2 separate regions of the Triticum aestivum genome follow, and region 1 is linked to region 2. The links are chromatin contacts, called in public Hi-C maps. All regions are on one chromosome and are shown on one strand. The core of a region is the stretch at or near the end of the contact, and the rest is flanking DNA. Distances in the headings are between cores, read along the strand shown.

Evidence for each region. Hi-C and Micro-C count contacts between places; a contact is called where the count stands out from the background.
Region 1: a contact with region 2 is called in a Hi-C map of leaf, with 5 times the contacts expected there. The contact joins the promoter of LOC123110857 here to the enhancer-like site in region 2. A contact is called at or near these places in 3 of 5 Hi-C or Micro-C datasets (all in leaf) and 1 of 1 datasets of contacts at active chromatin or transcription factors (leaf).

Annotation. Positions count from the first base shown.
Region 1 is chr5B:142,709,320-142,712,019 of IWGSC CS RefSeq v2.1, forward strand. It overlaps LOC123110857 (guanylate kinase 1), which reads left to right and starts at 1,317. Exons shown (of 11, transcript XM_044531485.1): 1 at 1,317-1,588; 2 at 1,972-2,017; 3 at 2,165-2,254. The coding sequence starts at 2,015. It also overlaps the pseudogene LOC123114706.
Region 2 is chr5B:142,426,790-142,429,520 of IWGSC CS RefSeq v2.1, forward strand. No RefSeq gene overlaps it. Among protein-coding and RNA genes, the nearest start is that of LOC123110855, 17 kb to the left of the region's middle. Within about 2 kb of position 1,387, at least 4 of the 8 cell types and tissues checked have an H3K27ac peak or open chromatin away from gene starts, as enhancers often do. A contact at or near this core is called in leaf, where this site is marked.

The DNA of each region.
Region 1 (2,700 bases), core at 67-2,566, 280 kb after region 2:
GTACACCTGCTGGAAGCTGGTGGCGAAGAACCCCCCCCCCCCCCCCCCCCCCGCGCGCTGGAGCCCGCTCCGCCCTCGAGCTGGCTGAAGGCGGTGCCGCGGCGGGTCTCGAAGTCCGGGGCGCCGGCGGCGCCCCCGCCAGAGCCGCAGGTCTTGAAGAGCATCTGAACGCCGGGGACCTGGGGGAAGCCGGAGATCTTGTAGAGCGAGAGGCAGCCGTTGAGCTGGACGCGGGCCGCGACGGCGTCGCCGCAGAGGTCGCGCCAGGAGGACATGGCGCGCGCGACGCAGGAGGAGCAGTCCGGGCCGGAGAGGTCGCCGCGGCACTGGAAGAGGCCGAAGACGGAGGCGGAGGCCGACTGCGCGGCGAGCGCGGAGGAGCGGGCTGAAGGCGGTGCCGCGGCGGGTCTCGAAGTCCGGGGCGCCGGCGGCGCCCCCGCCAGAGCCGCAGGTCTTGAAGAGCATCTGAACGCCGGGGACCTGGGGGAAGCTGGAGATCTCGTAGAGCGCGAGGCAGCCGTTGAGCTGGACGCGGGCCGCGACGGCGCCGCCGCAGAGGTAGCGCCAGGAGGACATGGCGCGCGCGACGCAGGAGGAGCAGTCCGGGCCGGAGAGGTCGCCGCGGCACTGGAAGAGGCCGAAGACGGAGGCGGAGGCCGACTGCGCGGCGAGCGCGGAGGAGAGCGCCGCGACGGTGGGCGGCGGCGCGCCCCCCGCGAAGGTCTGGTTGGCGCAGCCCTTGTAGACGACCGCGTAGAGGTCGGCGCACGACGCCGTCGACAGGAGCAGGAGGAGCACGACGGCGAGGAGGAGGAGGAGGCGGAGGCGGCAGGGAATGCCGCCGGCGCCCATCTGGCCGCGCTCTGGGGGTCTGTGTCGTCGGGCTCGGTGGTGCGCCGGAAGCAGAGCTCCGCTCTTCCTCCAAGACACCATGGCGGCGAGCTGGATCCAGCTCCTTCCTCCACTTGTAGTGCGGGTTGATTAGTGCTAAGTCCAGGGGGTAAATGCAAAATGCGCTGTGCTGACCGGCTGTGCTGACTAGGCTCCACTTGTAGTGCTCTGATTGGCTGGGACCAAATTTGCACATTGGCTGCAAGTTGTGTGACTCAATAATTGCCTTTTGTAAGATTGAGACCAAATCATCACATTCAGGACAAGTTGTGGGACTCCTGGTGCTATTACCTCGCAAAGAAGCGATGCTCTAGGCCTAGGGGTTCGGGTCAAGACACAAGACCAGATCCACCGAATCCGACCAAAATAATGCGCTTCCATCGATACAAAGGAGAGAGAGAGAGGGGAGAAATGAAAAGCGAAAAGGGGGAGGAGAAAAAGTTGTATAAAAACTCCGCAGCCTCGCCGTCGCTTCTTCCCTGCCAAATTCCAATTCCAACCCGAGAGGGCTCCTGCCCCTATTTGATCCCTCCCCCCTCCCATCCCAGCGCCGTCGCCTCGACCCCCTCCTTCCTCCGCGCTGACCGCCCCGTCGCACCGGCCGCCGCCGCGGCGACATTCATTATCACGTTCGTTCGTTTCTCGGCCTCCAGCTCGGGGCGGCGCCGGGATCGCGGGATCTCGTCGGGGAAGCGAGGTTTGTGCCCGCCCGTATCTGGTTTTCGGTCCTGCACGGCTCGATTTAGGGTTTCCTCGACTGTTCCTGGAATGGTCGCGACGGTGGTTGGTGCCTGGTTCTTAGGAAGGCGGCACCCCCTATTAGTGGCTGCGTTTCGTTGGATCTAGCCTTGGAATGGTAATGGCGCGTGATTAGTATAGCTTTGGTCGCGTAGCCTGTCGTCCTCGTTGTGGAAAGCTTGATTCCTGAAATGTGTGAGAGCAAATGAAAGGTTCGCTTCTTCTTTTGGCGGTGGATGTTGGGGTGAATTCATCCACCTGGGACTTATACTCTGAGTAAATCAATCTACTGTTTAAACCTTTTTTTCCTGATCATTTGTTTATGCTCACTTTTATGAATAGGACGCCAGGCTCGTAGCATCTGCTCCCGATCACGGCTTATTTTATGGTGAGTTCATCACTAGCTTTTTATGCGCTCCTTTTTCTCTGTTCTTTTCATGTTGTAGTTAGGTAGCATGTCAAGGAAGATTAGGCGGAGATTATATTAGGTATCGTGCCTAACAGACTCCAAATTTTGGTTTGATGTGATAAACAGGGTGAAGAGGCTCCTGAGTTTCGCGTTGACCCCATCACCTTGGGGTCCAAGGATTGCCAACAGAATGCCATAGTTGTTGGCGATAAGACAGTGAGTCCCTTGAATAAGTCAACGCATATACATATGCTTTCAATTTGATTTTAGATATGTTTGACTGCCACTATTTTCTTGTTCATAGTTGTTGAAGCCATCACCTCTATTATGTTACTTACAAATTAATAAGATTGAGCTTAGAAAGCTGGCAACTGTTTTGGCGATATCACATTGGTTTTGGTAGAGATGTAACAAGAATGTGTTGTGCTAGTATTGGAACATCAAGCAAGATATGCCACCTTTTTTTTGAGATCAAAAGGAGAGCTGAGCTGTTTGTTTCATTAATAATTATAAAGTTACTGTAGGTATAATATATGGTACCAAATGACCTTCTTGTACTTATCTGGCTCACTGGCTGCACTAACTTACACCTACTGTTTTCCATAATCTTTTCCCATGTGGCTGTAGTGTTTATCATACTAAGGAGCACTCTAAACTATAAA
Region 2 (2,731 bases), core at 137-2,636:
ATCAGGTGTGCCTCCAAGGTTATCCACATCTCCTTGTCTATTGCCACTCCGTTGGTCATTTCTTTAATTAATTTAAAGTAAGATCAGGTTCAGATGTGCAATCTTGGGCAACTGGTTCAGCTAAGACATGAGCACTCACCTTGCACTCCATGCAATACTTTGGCCTGAAACTGGAATTCGTTTTACTATAGTGTTCCTGATGAAAGTATTATATAGTATTCCTGGCAACTGGAATTCAACTTACCATAAGGTGCACATATATATCGAAGATTTACTATGTTAATGTTAATCCGTGCTAAAACACTTCAACCTCCTGCAAATGAGGCTGGTGCACGCCATGGAGACTGATCCACAAAAAAAGTTGAAAATATTGCTTTCCGATAGTCAACCTGAGAACAAAGAGTAGAGAGGCATTGCACAATGAACGTTCTCGAGCACCAAGGATGTGGGAGGAGGGTTGCTCCTGCATTCCATCAGGTTGAGGTGATGAACATCTGACCATTGGTGGCCGCCGGCCGCGGGTTGCATCGGTGGAGTAGGATTTGCAGTTCTCTTCTCGCGACAGATTGGATCTACAAGTCAAGTGCCCTGCTGACCAAATTCTGGGCGTCCTTCAAGATCCATGGGTAAATCTCAGCCATGGATTTGGGTGGGACGACGTCGGTGGGCGAGTCATGGTAGCCATGGATTTGGGTGAGCTGCTGCGAAGCACACCCGTGACGCAAGGAAAACGCGCACGACAAGCAGCGGTTACGGGAGGGAGAAAGCCGAGCTCCGTCGCCGAGCCTAATAATGGACGCCGAGCACAGAAGATAAATACGAGAAAGAAAGCCCATATAGAACATCGGTACACGTTAGCCCAATTCACGAGCAGGCGTCTGGATCGTTCTGCGGAGCAGCAGCCCTGTCTACGTATAACTGAGTCAGGCAATTGGAAAAGCCCAAGATGACGTTGTGGGACGATGGTAGAGATCTGGTCCGTTGAGGTTGCGATCGGATGGCGGGCGTAACCAAAACACTGAGAGGAGGCGTAGCTCGCTCCATTTTACTGTTTCTCAATCTGACAAAGTAACGGGGCACGATCTCTGCAATCGGTTGGAACCTGCAGCGTAATACTACGAGTGACTGAACTGGTCTTGATACTGAGTCAAATTCCCACACCAGATTCTGTCAAAAAATAATAATAATTCTCACACCAGATCAGATTGTAGATGCAAGACGTCTCTTCTCACGGACGGGCCTGGTCGTCGATGGATTGATAGAATATGTTCCATTCGATTGTCATCAGAATACCAACAATAATGTAGCACGCATGCACTACAAAGTTTGCTTGTTAGGACTGAACTGGCAGGTATACGTGTGTATTCACGCGGTTTTTCTTACCTAGGAATCTGTCTAGGAGGGCCATATGCAGATTGGTTGCGATGTCACCGTATGTCCTTCTCAAGGCTAGTATTAAAACCTGGCTTTCGTTCAGGAATCAAGATCAAATCTGATTAGCGATCTAATGATTTTGTCCAAGGTTGGTGGCGCGCCGGTTGTCGGCTTCCGTGAGGAGGGAGGGGGTTGTCACTGTCGCAGCAGGCCAGAATGAAGGGAGGCAGGTTTCAGGCGGGAAGGGGCCTGCAAGTTGCACGCCCACTTGCGCGGAAAGGGTGAGGAACATACCAGACCGGGCCAGTTGACCACTTGTAGCCGCCCCACTGCCGGTGCGCTTACTGGAGCTTGGATTTATGTGCTTTTCAGTTGTTTATATATCATGAGTTCACTGTACATGCCTCGAGACGCTTGAGATGGATCAACGGCCTAGTCGTGCTAGGGTTAGGGTTTGCCCGGCTAAAAACTAGAGCGGGCGGAAATAAGCGAGGATATCCCATGAGTTGCTGTGAGAATTGATTGACGAAAACTTAGCCTAAGAATATGAGGATAAAAAATTAAAATATATATGATTTATTATACTCCCTCCGTTTCTTAATATAAGTCTTTTTAGAGTTTCCATTATGAACTATGGACGGAGCAAAATGAGTGAATTTACACACCAAAATATATCTATATACATCCCTCTGTAGTTCATATTGAAATCTCTAAAAAGACTTATATTTAGAATCGGATGGAGTATTTGATTATGTATAGTTGTAACAACATTTCTTAAATATAAGTAAAATAATTGAATCGGAAACATATTTCATGCATGTTTGACCTTTGTGGTGGGTCTTTTCTCCTATATGATTGCGTTTTGACGTGAGTCTTATCTCATTCATTATTGTATGACGAGGTGACATGCTTATGTTTAGTTAAATAAGTTTGTGGGAGCGACTCTTAGGTATATAGGAATTGTTTCGTTTCTTAGGAAGGAAGGTCGCTGCTCGGCCATGATGTCCACAACCATCATCATTCATAGAAGTCTTGGCATAAAAACAAAACCGATGCTCCGAAGATGCTACTTTCAAAAGCATTATGTACTTTATGTTTTTTTGCCACGACTTTCACGATGTAATTTCATGCTGAAAATTTAATAAGCACTGAAAACATTCCTTGATGTTTGCCACACAAAAAATCTGATTTTTTGAATTTTTTTCAACAATTTTTTATTTTACTATTTATGCAAGAGCATTTGAGTTCGAGCTGAGAGTAGGACTTCCGCTAACAAATGGACTACATAGCATATATAACGACAACTGAACCATTTCAAGATATGAAATTTGTAAACTTATGGCTAAGTCAACTTCTT